Linked DNA regions of Mus musculus: region 1 is linked to region 2. Evidence: chromatin contacts called from public HiChIP or PLAC-seq data. All regions are on one chromosome and are shown on one strand. Each heading gives the region's core, a stretch centred on a gene start, on an enhancer-like site or on the middle of the called end of the contact. The rest is flanking DNA. Distances are from core to core; before and after follow the strand shown. Region 1 has its middle 26 kb from the start of Nedd4. Region 2 holds the start of Tex9 (testis expressed gene 9).

Region 1 (7,529 bases), core at 4,753-7,252, 170 kb before region 2:
CAATTTTTAGATACATTTAATCACACACACAAAAACCAAAGAACTAAAGTCAAGTTATTACACATAGTAATTTAGCTTTCTTTCTTTTTTTTTTTTTTTTTTTTTTTTTAAGATTTTATTTATTATTATAGTAAGTACACTGTAGCTATCTTCAGACACACCAGAAGAGGGAGTCAGATCTTGTTACAGATGGTTGTGAGCCACCATGTGGTTGCTGGGATTTGAACTCTGGACCTTCGGAAGAGCAGTCGGGTGCTCTTACCCACTGAGCCATCTCACCAGCCCCCTAATTTAGCTTTCTTATAATAAACTTTTAATGACAAATTATAACTAAGGAAGTTACCACTGTTGCTGTGTTCATACCATGAAATCAAAAGCTCATAGTCATTTGTAATAACTACAAAGAAAAGGTAGTTTTTAAGTACCATTAAACAGTTTATAAATAACAGTGAACACACTATGATATGTCAAATACCAATGATCTTGCATGTCAACAGTGGAATGAGGTCTCATGGGAGAATTTCCTTGTCTTAAAAGAGATATATCATCTGAGGGTAGCTGGGGGGAGAAGTTGGCAGGGTAAATATGATCACATTACATTGTCTATGGCTAGGTGTGGTGATAAGCCACTTTAACCCCTTGGAGCCAGCACTAGAACAATTCAAGACCAGCGTGGTTTACATAGCAAGTTCCAGGCTAGTCAGGGCTATTATGAGATCCTGCCTCAAAGGAAATTCATTAATTTGGGGGGTTGAGAAATAGCTCAGCAGTTTAAAGCATTAGCTGTTCTTCCAAAGGATCTGGATTCAATTCCTAGCACCTACACGGGGGCTCACAACCATCTCTAAGTCCAGGTCTAAGGTCTGAAGAGGCCCTCTTCCAGTCTCTATGGACACTAGGAATACACACCATATAAAGGCATACATACAAACAAAACACCCATACGCATAAATAAGAATTTAAAAACATACGTTGTGGAGCTCCAGGTACGGATCAGCAGTGAACAGCACGTGCTCCTCTTCCAGGGAATTCGGATTCAACTCCCAGCATCCACATGGAGGCTCACAAGTATCTGTAACATCACTTCCGGGGGATCCGCCACCATCTTCTGTCTTATCCAGGCAAAACTCCCATACCCATAATTTAAAAAAATAAATACATTGTTGTGAAATTCTCAACAAAATAATAAAAATATTATACTTTCTAAAGTGATGAATAACAAAGTATTCAGCAGAAAATGGCACAAATTCTGTAACTTATTCTCAAGTGGCTCAGCAAATAAAAAGTTGGATGTGAGTCTGTGCAAATGTAGGTAATGTCTCCAAGCTGTGGACTACACTGTTGTACGCACTCTTAACCTACAGATTATAAATCGTTTAAATCAAAAAAGGGTAGGTATTCTGGATTCATTTCAGATACTGGGGAAAATATTCCAATAAAAAGCAACCTTGGGGATTTGGCTTAAAAACATTCAGTCCGCCAGGCGGCGCACTTAATCCCAGCACTTGGGAGGCAGAGGCAGGTGGATTTGAGTTCCAGGACAGCTGGGGCTATACAGGGAAATCAAGGCAAGAATTGAAGCAGCTCTCATATATACTCAGTCACGAGCAGAGGCTTGCTGCCCATCAGTCAGCTTTCCTCTTACATTGTTTGGAACCCCTGCCTAAAATGTCTGTAAGACAGTTCAGTATAATGCAAGCTTCCGTAAACTCAGTGCACAGCCTGGTAATACTGTGTTCATTCTCTTTTTATAGACTCATGCTAACTGTGCTGGCTAGTTATATGTGAACTTGACACAGCTATTGTCATGAGAGAAGGAACCTCAATATAGGCAGAAAATGTCCCAAGACTGGACTGTAAACTAGTATTTGTAATTAGTGATTGATGTGAGAGGGCCAGGCAACCTCTATGCTGGTAGACTTGGGTGCTTTAAGGCAGGCTGAGCAAGCAATGAATGACGAGCCAGTAAGTGGGCTCTACAGTAGCTTCTGCCTCCAGGTACCTGCAAAACCTAGAGTTCCTGCTCTAAATCCTTCAATGATGGACCACAATGTGGCCAATGTAAGCTAAGTAAAGCCCTTCCTCCCCACCTCACTGTTGGTCATAGTGTCTCTCAGACAATAAGACACTAAGACAGGTGAGAATAAGTTACTTGAGCTGAGTGCCACTCACAATAAACTGGGTCTTCTTATATGAAGTAACCATCAAGACAACCCCCACGGGCTGGTGAGATGGCTCAGTGGGTAAGAGTACCCGACTGCTCTTCCGAAGGTCAGGAGTTCAAATCCCAGCAACCACATGGTGGCTCACAACCATCTGTAACAAGATCTGACTCCCTCTTCTGGAGTGTCTGAAGACAGCTACAGTGTACTTACATTAATAAAATAAATAAATCTAAAAAAAAAAAAAAAAAGACAACCCCCACACATCTGTTCACAGACCAACCTGATTCAGATAATTCCTCATTAAGAGCCTTCCCCTACTATTTGTACATAGTTTTAATGCCAGCACTCAGGAGTTAGAAGCCAGCAGATAGATCTCTGGACTATATAATGAGTTCCAAGGTAGCCGGTGCTACACAGTAGGATCCTGTCTCAATATACATATTTTTCCACATACATATGTTTAAAATTGTACAAGATACAGAAACAAAATAAACAAACTTCAACTGATAATATTAAAAACACTGTTGAAGGACATTAGAGAACTAATAAATGAAGACATTCTCTGTGCTTGTTGATGAAAAATTTTAATAAGTTGCCTATTTTCTCCAAAGTAATATATAAATCCAATATAATTCCAACCTCCAACTCCTTATATTTTTGTGGTCTTATTAAATGACTAGAGTCCATATTGAAATGTAAAAAGACAACATTAACAATGGCACCCAATTACTATCTTACACAACAAGCATAAGAAACAAAATTCGGGCTGGAGAGATGGCTCAGCGGGTAAGAGCACCCGACTGCCCTTCCAAAGGTCCGGAGTTCAAATCCCAGCAACCACATGGTGGCTCACAACCATCCGTAACGAGATCTGACTCCCTCTTCTGGAGTGTCTGAAGACAGCTACAGTGTACTTACATATAATAAATAAATCTTAAAAAAAAAGAAAGAAAGAAACAAAATTCACTGGGTGACAGTAGTTCAGAGAGAAACTCTGTCTTGAAAAAATAAAATTAAAAAAAGTTCACAAGAAGCCGGGCGGTGGTGGCGCACGCCTTTAATCCCAGCACTTAGGATACAGAGGTAGGCAGATTTTTGAGTTTGAGGCCAGCCTGGTCTACAAAGTGAGTTCCAGGATAGCCAGGGCTACACAGAGGAAAAACCTGTCTTAAATAAATAAATAATAAATGTTCACAAGAGTGTGTCAGCAAAATGGCTCCATGTCCCTTCCCCCCACACCTCCCCACCCGCACTTGCTGACAAGTCTGGTGACTCAAGTTCAATTCCTGAGACCCACATGATAGACAGAGGATTCCTAAAAGCTGCTTCTAACTTCCATTCATGCACCATGGCACACGAATACATACACATGCGTGCGCACAAACAAGTAAATAAATGTAATTTGTTAAATCTCAGAAAGATTTTCAGAAGAATTCCTTAATATTTCTATGAATTTAAGTAGGAAAGATTCAGGGCTAGGGACATAGCTAAGTTAGTAGAGTATATGCCCACATACAGGATGCTCTGCATTCATACATGTAGCCAGGAGCATCTTGAACCTTAACCCCACCCCTCCATTTCCAGATACGGGATTCCGGTATGCACCACCACACCCATAAACCCAGTGCTCTTGCTAGACAAGCACTTCACCAACTAAGCTACAAATCCAGCCTCAGACATTGGCACTCTTTTTTGTCATGGTTTCCCTTCATTATTTTTAATTAGATGCTTGTGTCTCTGTGTGTGTGTGTGTGTGTGCGTGTGCATCTGTGTGTGGGGCTCTGTGGAGGCCAGCAGAGTGAGGGGATCCTCCAAGTTCAAGTAACAGGCTTGTGTGTGTGCTGCCTAGTGAGTGCTAGAAACTGAACTCAGGTCTTCTACACAAACAGTAAGCGCTCCTAACTACTGAGGCTTCTCTGCAGTCATCAAAACTGTAGAAAAAATTGTAGAAAAATTCAACCTGCATACATGTATGCTTATCAGCAGAAAAAGCCAAAGCGATACCCCTCTTTTTTATCCCCCCCCATCTTCAGTGAGTGCATCTTAATAGGAAACCTACTTCTCACAACTCTAACTGGGAAAAGTCTCCAGCCTCCCAGCCTCTAAAGAGTGGGCAGTGCCTGGCTGATAAGATGGCTCAGTGGGTAAGAGCACCCGACTGCTCTTCCGGAGGTCCAGAGTTCAAATCCCAGCAACCACATGGTGGCTCACAACCACCCGTAATGAGATCTGATGCCCTCTTCTGGTGCGTCTGAAGACAGCTACAGTGTACTTACATATAATAAATAAATAAATAAATCTTTAAAAAAAAAAAAAAAAAAAAAAAAAGAGTCGGCAGTGCCCTGGGAGGACAACAGGTAATAACCCCCAGGCCCACATCCTTCCTCTCATCCTTTCTTTCATCTTTCTCTGGGGACAATGCCTAGCACCTCTAATCTCACAGCAAGCAGGCAGGCAGCTCTCTGAGTTCCCGGCCAGCCTGATCTACAGAGTTCTCCAGGTTATACAGCGAGACCCTGTTTCAAAAAAAGCAAAAGGAATGAGTTATTTTCTGTAGTTAATCCTAAGTGGCCACCAGAGCAAACCATGTAAATTATATTACACTTCTTCATTTAGCTAATGTCCTAATAGTAAAATTTCTGCAAACAGAATCTCTTTCCATAGGCTATACATAAAAGAACTAAAACTCAAGCCGGGCGTGGTGGCACACGCCTTTAATCCCAGGACTCGGGAGACAGAGGCAGGCGGATTTCTGAGTTCGAGGCCAGCCTGGTCTACAGAGTGAGTTCAAAGACAGCCAGGGCTACACAGAGAAACCCTGTCTCAAAAAAACCAAAAAAAAAAAAAACCCAAAAAACTAAAACTCATCCAAAAGGGGGCAGGTATTAGATCCAATTTCAGCATGCTTTAATACCCTCCGTCACATCACCCAGTGAGTCCTAATCGCTCTGTAAGATTAAGCCACAATTCTCTACATTCTGTGCCATTTCTATTCATCTTTCTCCTTGTTTCAGATTTGTTTGAATCCATTTCCTTCTTTTGGAGACAGGCGCTCACAGCACAGCTCTGGTTGGTCTTAGTCAGGCGCTCATGCCTCTGGCCCTCCGTTTCCACTTGCCATGACAGATGTGTGCTCTGACGTACTGCTACATGACCTTTGACCTTTTTTTTTCCCCCCTCTGAGAGGTCTCATTATGTAACCCTAGCTGTTCAGGACCTTGCTATGTAGATGATACTGACCTCGAACTCACAGAATTCCTCTTGCCTGTCTCCCAGGTGCTGGTATTAAAAGCATGGGCTAACACATCCGTTGTACGCAATGCAGGATATTCAACCATGGCTTCAGACACACTAGGCAAGCACTCAACCAACTAAACCACACCCCAGTCCAAACACTTTTAATCAACAGCAGCAGGCTGCCTACTCTGACTAGTCTGAGCTCAAGAGATGACACAGCCGCCATGTTTCCATCTTTAAATAAAGAACAAAATGTGTATGGGGGTGGGGGGTGTTGTGGTATGTATGTATGTGTGTGTGATGTGTACGTGTGTAGTAGTGTTCGTGGTGTGGGGGGGGGGGCATGTGGTATTTGGGTGTGTGTGGGGTGGGCTGTGTTCCAAGCTGCCATTTGGTTCTGTGATAAACCAGAAAATAAATAAATAAATAAATGCCCAATGAGAGGAATGAGCTTCCAGCTGCAACCAGCAAACGAGCCATTTCTAGCTTGTTCACCAGACAGTGAGCTCCTTGGAGGCTGGTCTTTTATCCTCTGTATCCCTGGTGCTTGGCACACGGCACACAGAACATTAATGAACGTCTGCTGAGTGAATATTAATAACCCAATTAGCCCCGCAGTGGAAGACGCTCACAACCCTATCTGTCTTCCTGCCTCTCTCCCTTAGTGAGCACAAAGTAGACACAGAAAGAGGGGAGAAAAATTTGAGTCCCAGAACCCACATCTAAACCTTTATCATGGGAATGTAACAGGCCCCGGATCATAAGCTCTTCAGAAGTATAGATCCTTCACTAAGTTCAGTTAGTCCTTACTACAGAGGGAGCTCCGAGCCCCAGCTGCTGCTGCGCACCCACTAGCGGCCACACAGATCTTTCTTTATTTCAGCTGGGCAGATGAAAAGGACAATCTGGAAAACAGATACTGGGCCAAGAGGGAGAAAAGAGACAGAGAAAGATAACTTTAACATTATTTAGTCTGTGACCAGCTAGCTCTGCTGGAAGAGGTAGCTGGACGAGCCAGCCAGAAGCCCAAGGCCAGAGTAGGATACCAACTTGAGATCTTCCAAATTGAGTGGGTATGCAGCAGGCAGGGTAGAGGAAAGGCATCCTAGCCACAGGGCAACAGTAACTCCTGACTCCTATGAAATAGTGGGCACTGCGCAGACCGTCACCCCTGGCTAGAGGAGGGGGAGGGCTGCTTCTGAGTACCTAGAACCTTCTGTATCTGCCTGTTACCATATTCTAAATGTTACCTGAGAACTGGGCTTTTTTCTAAAGGTTGGTTGGTTTGTTTGTTTATTTAGTGTGTGTCTTGCTGCATGTGCTTATGTGCACCATGTCTATAGCTGACTTCCACAGAGGTCAGAAGAGGGCATCATTTCTGAGGACTGTAAACCACCATGTGAGTGCTGGGAACCAAACCTAAGTTCTCTGAAAGACCAAATGCTCTTAACTAAGTCCTCTCTACAGCCCATCTTGTAGCATTCCAAAGTATATAAGCATTCAGCCCACCGTGCATTTAACAGCCCAGCAGAGCTTACAGCTACTGTGACTCAGTACTCTCACTGGCCTTTGCTTTGGCCTCTCTTCCCCAACTGCTCTCCCCAGCTCCAGTAATGTACTCGTGTGTGTGTGTGTGTGTGTGTGTGTGTGTGTGTGAGTGAGAGAGAGAGAGAGAGAGAGAGTGAATGTATGCCATGTGTGCTGGTGCCACAGAGATCCAGAGCTGGAATTACTGTTATGAGGGGCCCCACCATGGGGCTGTACACTGGTCCTTTACAAGAGCTCGGCCACCGAGCCACCTCTTCAGACCCTTTACTAACAACTTTTATAATAGCAACTTTCTAGATTCCCCATGAGATCTCAAGTAACCTCTCTCTAGGCCGGGCTTAGTTCATTTAATATGTCCTCCAGTCCACCAATGTTTAAAAAAAAAAAAAAAAAAAAAAAAAACAGGATTGCCTAAAAAATTAAATTCCAACCACAATACATACACGCACACACAGGCACACACGCACGGGTGTGAACACACAAACGTTTTCAAAATATGTTGCAATAATTATCTTAATGAAGCGCCCACTATAGATAAACAAAAAGCTCTTAGGGAAACGGGGAAAAATTGGAGGGCGC
Region 2 (7,846 bases), core at 4,661-7,160:
CAGGGGAAAGGAACAAGAATCCTGACTTTTCACGTCTTCTCACCTCTCCATGTTATCCTAGGCCATGTTTATAGGATCTCTGCCTAATCCTCAGTTTATTACTCAGAACTCAAGCTCCCGATGGGGATAGGGATGATGGAACAGAGGCCTGTGGGAGAGGATGCTAACAGCCTTTGCTGGAGGGGCTGAAGCCAGTGCTCCACAAACACATGCTTTTGTTAGGCGTTTGCTTCTGAACCCTCACATTTCTGGCCTTTCTCCATCTCCTATTTTGTCCGCCCAGGCCTACCGGAACAGATTCAGTGTCAATCTAAGTTGGTGAATTTGCCATATGAACCCTGGCTTGCTACCCTGTGACACAATCTTGTAACTAGGTCAGTTTCTCCTCCTGACCCACCCAGGACTCGGCTCCCAGTAGAGCTCAGAACAAAGCTCCTACTGGCTTCAGCTCTATAAACAGCCTCCTATTTAATGCCCCAAAGAACTTGGGCTCTGTGCTGCATTACTCGTGTGCTTTTAAAATCTCCTAATCACCTGATTTTATGACAGACACTAATTTGTTTCTGAGCTTCAGATTCCATTTTTGTTTTAGCGCCCTAGGAAAATTGCTCAAGTTGCTTTAATTAGTATCAATTTGGTTGTCAGATTTTCAAGATGAAGCCATTGTGTTCAAGCATTATTTAAGCTAGGGCATTAAAATTAGCCGGGGATTTTTTTTTCAGGAATCACTAATTATGACCCAATTTTAAATGTAACATTTAAAAAGAATTATTAATAAGTCTATATCCTATCTCTTTGGGCTACAATATCTCATAGTTATATAAAAAGTTAATTGCTAGCCAAAATTTGTATCTCTTTTCACTGTGTAAAATATGTCAATGCAATTGTCTGTATTAAAAGAGGAAGAAGTTGAGTAATTGCAAAGTAATTTATATTTATCTTTGGAGTGCATGTGCCCTTAGATTTGAATATGTCTGAGTCTGATGTCTAGGGAATTCATATCAAAATAATGAAGCTGTGTTAAAAAAAAAATCTCAAGTCAGGAGATTGCTTCCCTTTTTGTTGCTTTCCTGGGTTGGAAAAGAAAGCTAAATTGAATCCCATTCATCTTCAGTCGATTTGTATGTTGAACACAGATGTGCAGAAGTGAAGTCGTTGGTCTGAAAGGAATTCAGGAGCAGAGTAAAAAATATGTTAAAATAGGAACTTTTAGATCTCTGTTGGATTAGCTGGTAAAGGCAAAGAAGGAGAATTAAAAATAAAGAAATGTAGAAAAGAAAAAAATGGTTTTGAAAAATCATTGCAGTATTCTGTACTAAGAACAGGGAGGCAGAACTGCCCAAGCTTTAGACCAGAGTGGATGATATCTGTTCGCTTCTTTCTGTATACTGTGATCTATACAGATAGAAGATGAACATGGAGACAAAGAGGCAATAGTAGGTTACTGAAGTTTAAACTAGTATTTTTGAAAATTAGGTTTTAGATTGTGGAAGGGCATCTTTTGATGTAATGATAAAAATATATCATGTTTTGGGGCTGGAGAGATGGTTCAGCAGTTAAGAGAACCGACTGCTCTTCCAGAGGTCCCAGGTTTGGATTCCTAGCACCCATACTGACAACTGCAGTAAATGACTTTTCTAATTGCAAGTACCTAACATTCTACCCATCTAAAGGAAGTATTTATTAATGCATTGTTTTCTTTTCCTAACTAGAATATACATGCTCTGAGACTAGGTACTGTGCCATAGATCTCCATATTTAGGAAAATCATTTGGCTCATTTTAGATCCATCTTTTAAATGAATAAAGTACATTAAAACAAATGTATATGACAGGACTGTTATCAGAGAGGCTTCACCCATCAACTAATGGAAACAAATTCAGAGACCCAGGGAAACATTAGGCAGAGCTTGGGGAATCCTCTAAAAGAGGAGAAGGAAGGGTTCAAGGACACCTACAGAATGAACTAATCTGGGCCCATAGGGGCTCACAGAGACTGAACAGGCAACCAGAGAACATACATGGGACTGACCTAGGCCCTCATATGTGACAGTTGTGTAGCTTGGTCTTTGTGTGGGACTTCTAACAGTGGGAGTATGGGCTACCTCTGACTATATTTGCCTGCGTTTGGGACCTTTTCTCTCTACTGGGCTGCCTCTTCTAGTTTCAATAGGAGAAGATGAACCTAGTCTTCTATAACTTGATATACCAGACCTGTTTGATATCCATGGAAGGCCTCTTTTTCTGAAGAGAAAGAGAGGAAGAGTGGATGGGCATGGGGTAGGGGGAAAGGATTGGGAGGAGAAGAGGGAGGGGAAATGTGGCTGGATGACATGTAAATTAATTAATTAAAAATAAATGTATGTATATCTTTAGGTTTCTTTCAATATTCTGAATACCAACCACATAGCTGTCTGATCTCAGCCATTTTAAGGGCTTCTCAACTTGTTCCCCTCGTGTTAATTGTGTGAGCTATGTGGAATAATTATGGGTCACATTATGGGTAATTGTGGTTTACTTTATTTGTATTGCAGCTTTACAAAAATTATTTGAGATGGCACCAAAATTATTATAGTGGATGAGCCACTCTGCTTGCTTTCTCTTCCTCCTCCTAGAAGTACTTCTCTTTAAAGTTTCATGGTGTGGGGCTAGAAAGATAGCTCAGCAGTTAAGAGCCTTGGTGTTCTTGCACAGCACCCAGACTCTGTTCCCAGGACCCACATCAGGAAGCTCACATCCAACTATAACTCCAGCTCCAGGTAACCAAATGTCCTCTTCTGGCTTCTTTAGGTACTGCACAAAATCCATCCATCCATCCATCCATCCATCCATCCAGGCAAAATATGCATACCCATAAAATAAATAAAAAATAAATTAAAAAAAGTTTCTATGAAGAAGGAAAATATTTTCTGGGCAGGATCAGGTAGTTTTTGTTGCGGCCATGAGGGTGTATCCAAAGACATCTGGTAAATAAGTCAGCAACTGGAGGGTCAAAATCCCACCTGAGGATGGTACTTCCTACTTCATCTGGAAGTAGGGAATGGCCAGTGAATGAGTGCAAGCTTGATTTCTCCTGAATGAACCTGGACTTGGTTGCTGCCATCACTAGTGTACCTTTGAACTTGAACTCACACCAGCATCTCCAGAGTTTCAGTGGTTTCTTTTTTCTGAGGCTTCTAGCTTCTGAGACTAAGCACCTCTAGCTCTTTGGCCTATAGATAGTCACCATGGGACCATACAGAACCTGATTAGGCCAATTTCATGTCTGTCTGTCTGTCTTCCTACCTACTTTTCCATTATACTGCTTCTCTAGAGGGCCCCAAGGGACTGGGGAGATAGTTAAATGGTTAAAGCACTTTCTAGAAGCTTGAGGACCAAAGTTCAGACCCTCAGAACCCACGTGAATGCTGGGGAGGTGTGGCAGCCTGCCTGTAATTCCAGTCTCATGGACAATTATCCCCCAGAGCAAGCTGGCCAGCAAGATTGTACCAGCAAGCTCTGGATTTGATTGAGAGTCCCTGCCTCAGTGAATGAGATGAAAGTGTATGATTCAGGACAGCCTTGGGCCTCTATAAACATGTGCACCCATGTGCATAGACACCCACATGTGCATGCACACACACATGGAAACATGTAAAAACATGCCCAACATGGAGGGAAATGGGGGAGAGAGAGCCGATTAACCTACCAGGCATGAAAATGGTTAGAAGGTCATGAATGCAAGCAGCTGCACAACTGCCCTAGTTTTCTAAAAACAAACTCCACTGGGATTTGGGGCCTGGGTCTCCAGCAGAAGAGAGAGTGTGTGGAGAGATCAAGCCAAGGGAGCCAAATCAGTGAGAGTCACAGGTAGAAACTAGAAAGAGGCCAGTAATGTTCCTCGCTGCTTACAGGCTTCGAAAAGGACATGTCCCTGCCAAGACCAGGATTTCGCTTACATCTCACCCCTAGGACTATGAGACATTTGTGTTGTCTTCAGCCGCCAATTAGTAATACTTGTTAAAGCAGCCCAGAATTTTTCTACTTTTAAAGAAGAGCCTCCCTCATCCCAATGGCTTTGTGAAGAGGGAATGTTCTGCTGACTTTGCATGAGTTTTTTATAAGTGCTGATAGACTTAAAAGATGGTTGCTGGTGCTGTTTAGGATCCCTGTGTCTGTACTGGTGTTCTGTCACGTGACCTGCCCCTTACTGTAAGAGGCATGTTGGAGTTGCCATCTGCAGTACTGGTATGACAGCTTCCCCTTGCGGTTTGTAGTCTTACTGACTACAGCTTGACAATTCTGCATTAGGCAAATGAATGCTAAGGATTAGCATTCTAATCTAATTCTCCTTGAAGAATTAAGGTTTTCCTCCCTATATAATGTTCCTCTTTGTTCTTAATAATTTTTCTGAAATCATCTTGTTTAAAGTGAATTGGATACTGTAGCTTAATTTTGGTTAGTGTTAAGCATGGCCTGCCTTTCTCTAGCCTCTAACTTTAAAAATAACTCATTTAAAAATGCTTTAACATTTTGATTTATTCACATATTTACCATTCACTGCACATAAAGTGTACTATTCACTGATTTTTAATAAATTTAGGGGGATGTGCCACCAATACCAATCTATTAATAAAAGAATTAATAGATTATCTACATAGCTACTACATGATCACTGACAGCACAAGGCTCAAATATCTCCACATAGTCCCTCATTTGTTCCTGTCTCCTTTTAGTTACAGTGACCTTAGTGCGTAGGAGAGGGTATCTTACACTGGTTTTGGGTTTCATCTATCTGAAGACCCACACTACTGAGCATCTTTTTATATGTTTTAGTTATCTGTGTATTGTCTTTGGATAAATGCCTATAAAAGGCCCCTTAGTGGTTTTTTTGTTTTGTTTTGTTTTTTGTTTTTCAAGACAGGCTTTCTCTGTGTAGCCCTGGCTGTCCTGGAACTCACTTTGTAGACCAGGCTGGCCTGGAACTAAGAAATCTGCCTGCCTCTGCCTCCCTGAGTGCTGGGATTAAAGGCATGCACAACCATGCCCGGCTCCTTAGTGTTTTTCTTTTTTTATTCTAATCGTTCTTTATATGTTGTTCAGACAGTTGCTTATTTTTCTGGGGGCATAGCAAAAAAAAAAAAAAAAAAAATCTCCGAATTCAGACAGTTCACACACATGGTGCTTATGGATAGGTTTTCATTTAGCTATGATGTGGAATTCCTTTTTGAATCTGGTGTGAAATATCAACCGTACTTTGTTCTTTTATGTGGGGACATGCAATTGCCTCCCATTGGTGCAGAACCCTCTATTCCTCTTGAATGACCTTGGCGTCCTTTAAATGGGAAGGCTTATTTCTAGACTCTCAGTTTCATCCCCAAACAATCAGATGCTGCCCTGTGTTGCCCTGGGTCTTAAGCATGAGATCATTTACATCTCAGTTACTAGGTGCTGTTGATGCTATTCTTAGTCCTGCCTTGCAGAGGAAGTGGTTTATATCTGTGAATGGTATGTCTGGACTCAAACATGCGCCAAAATTGACTGCCTGAGCTCTTAGCCGTGGCGTGAGTAAATATTCACAATCAGAAGTATAGAACGGCACTGAAAAATCCATTTTAGCAAAAACTACTGTGAGTGGGATTGGCCTACTGGGCTGGAGAAACACTCCCAGAAAGGGGCTTATACTTGCGTGTTGTCTGCGTGGTGGGCTCTGAAACCCTTCCATCTCCAGGCAGAGGACTCGCAGGTTTGTGGATTAAAGCGCTAGTCTCAATGGGTGAAGGGAACCCAGGAGCTGCTGGTCAAAGCCTATGCAAAAGCTGTTCGAGGTGGAGACAGAAGAGGCTGCCCTTTGGCGGGAGGCTGCCCGAGACCTGAGAACTCTCGCGGGAAGATGTACGGTCACCACGGCAACCGCATCGCCCCGGGGTTGGTAAAGATGGCGGGGCGAAGTGTTAGAGTGCCGGTGAGTTCAACCCCAGACTACTGACCAGTGGTTGGGCTGCGGGCTGGCGGGCGGGACGGACGGACACCGGACTCTCTTGAACTTGAGCTCTGCAACTCTGTCTGCAGAGACGCGGTTCTGCAGGTACCCAGTCGCGCGGGCAGCTTGCAGCTGGACGGGACCTCCTCGCCCGGGAACAAGAGTACAAGTGAGCATCCCTCATATTTCCAGGGCGGTTACTGGGGTGCCTTTCCTGCAGGTTGGCTGCATATAGGGACCCTCTCTTTCTCCTCATTACCCCTTAGCCTTGGCTCTTTCACAGTAGTAGCCTGAGAAAATATTTGTAGGGGCAAAACTGTAGTCCACAACCGTGTTGGAAGGCAGGAGGGTTCACATGGAAGTGGCTTGGAGCACAGGAATTGCCGCCGAGAGGGAAATCCCCAGATTTTGAGGATTCTCAAAGTACTAGAGTTTACTTTGCACAAATTTCTTGGAGGCTTGTTTTCCAAATGAAAAGCTCCTGTCTATAGTGGGGTCCTGTGTGTGTGTGTGTGTGTGTGTGTGTGTGTGTGTGTGTGTGTGTGTGTGTGTAGAAGAATGATATCCCTTCCTTGTCTTGTTCTCTGACAATTACAAAGCTCTTGAAAACACAGGCTTCACGATGTCTGCCTACCCCCACTGCCCTTCCCCAAGTTTCTTGCAGAGGCCAGAACGATCTTTTCATTTTCGTTTCATTGCACTGCTTGGAACTGCATTTAGTTGTTGTCATTGCCCCTGCAAAGTTTTGGCAACTCTGGCACTTTCATTTAACCTGCGTGTCGGCTCTTACATAGTGTGGAACTCTTCGGTCACAAGGGACGTGGGTCTTTCTTTCCTCTCTTTTCGAGGGAATCACACTTGCCTTCGGACTGTAAAACTCAGAGGGGCCTCTGACAGTGCTGATCAGGGCCCTAGTTGTTTAATAATTTTTTTTGCAATTAGCATATTTTGTTAAAATAAACTCACATGATGGCTTTTTTTTCTCCCCGAGACAGGGTCACGACACAGCTGTGGCTGTCCTGGACCTCACAGAGCTCCTATCTGCTCAGCCTCTAGAGTGTTGGCATTAAAGGCATGCACCACCATACCCAGCAATAGTTTACTTTTCTATATTCTGCCGCCTCTCCTGGACTCTGAACTCCACTAGGGCAGAGATTATGTCTGCTTTATTTGCCATTTTATTTACCCTTTTTTTTTTTTTTTTTTTTGGTTTTTCCAGACAGGGTCTCTCTGTGTAGCCCTGGCTGTCCTGGAACTCACTCTGTAGACCAGGCTGGCCTCGAACTCAGAAATCCACCTGCCTCTGCCTCCCAAGTGCTGGGATTAAAGGCGTGGGCCACCATGGCCCGGCTTCGCTTATTTTTTTTTTTAAGTATATTTTAACTTTTAAAATTGAAAGCATTTAAACTAGCTTGTTTCAGGTACAACAAGAAGAAGATACGCATTTCAGTAGTGTGAAGACCTTCAGCACTGCTCTGCTGTGGTTCATGCTGTAGAGCCCTGTGAATGCTGGTGGAGACCACCATCTGCTAATTTTGATAGTGTGTCTTCTGTGTATGCCTTTTTCCCTGTTTATGACAATGAAAAGTGAAATACAAACAGTAACCACAAGCAGCTGTAATTTTGAAGAGCTCACATTAATAATTCATTATTTTATTTTAGGTTTGCTCCAGGAATTGGGTAGATAGATCCCTTTTAAAATAGGCTCTAAAAAGTTGTTTGCTTTGATTTCTAACTTGACTAAATGTAATTTTTAAAAATTTTGATGTAGCCGGGCGTGTTGGTGCACGCCTTTAATCCCAGTACTTGGGATGCAGAGGCAGGTGGATTTCTGAGTTTGAGGCCAGCCTGGTCTACAAAGTGAGTTCCAGAACAGCCAGGGCTA

What was found. HiChIP or PLAC-seq counts read pairs in DNA pulled down with a chosen protein or histone mark.
Region 1: a contact with region 2 is called in an H3K4me3 HiChIP or PLAC-seq map of forebrain, with 3 times the contacts expected there. The contact joins the enhancer-like site here to the promoter of Tex9 in region 2. A contact is called at or near these places in 2 of 39 promoter capture datasets (macrophages and neural stem cells), 3 of 484 Hi-C or Micro-C datasets (the G1E-ER4 cell line, embryonic stem cells and palatal mesenchyme), 8 of 115 datasets of contacts at active chromatin or transcription factors (the 230-238 cell line, effector CD8 T cells, embryonic forebrain and 5 more) and 4 of 9 other capture datasets (adipose tissue, liver, macrophages and 1 more).

Annotation. Positions count from the first base shown.
Region 1 is chr9:72,663,559-72,671,087 of GRCm38.p6, reverse strand. It overlaps a transcript of Nedd4 not described here. Among named protein-coding and RNA genes, the nearest start is that of Nedd4, 26 kb to the left of the region's middle. Within about 2 kb of position 6,002, at least 20 of the 459 cell types and tissues checked have an H3K27ac peak or open chromatin away from gene starts, as enhancers often do. A contact at or near this core is called in the G1E-ER4 cell line, forebrain and pancreatic islet, where this site is marked.
Region 2 is chr9:72,490,023-72,497,868 of GRCm38.p6, reverse strand. It overlaps Tex9 (testis expressed gene 9), which reads left to right and starts at 5,910. Exons shown (of 12, transcript NM_009359.4): 1 at 5,910-5,943; 2 at 6,051-6,130. The coding sequence starts at 5,917. All of the region lies in intron 1 of Gm33004 (a long non-coding RNA gene), which reads right to left.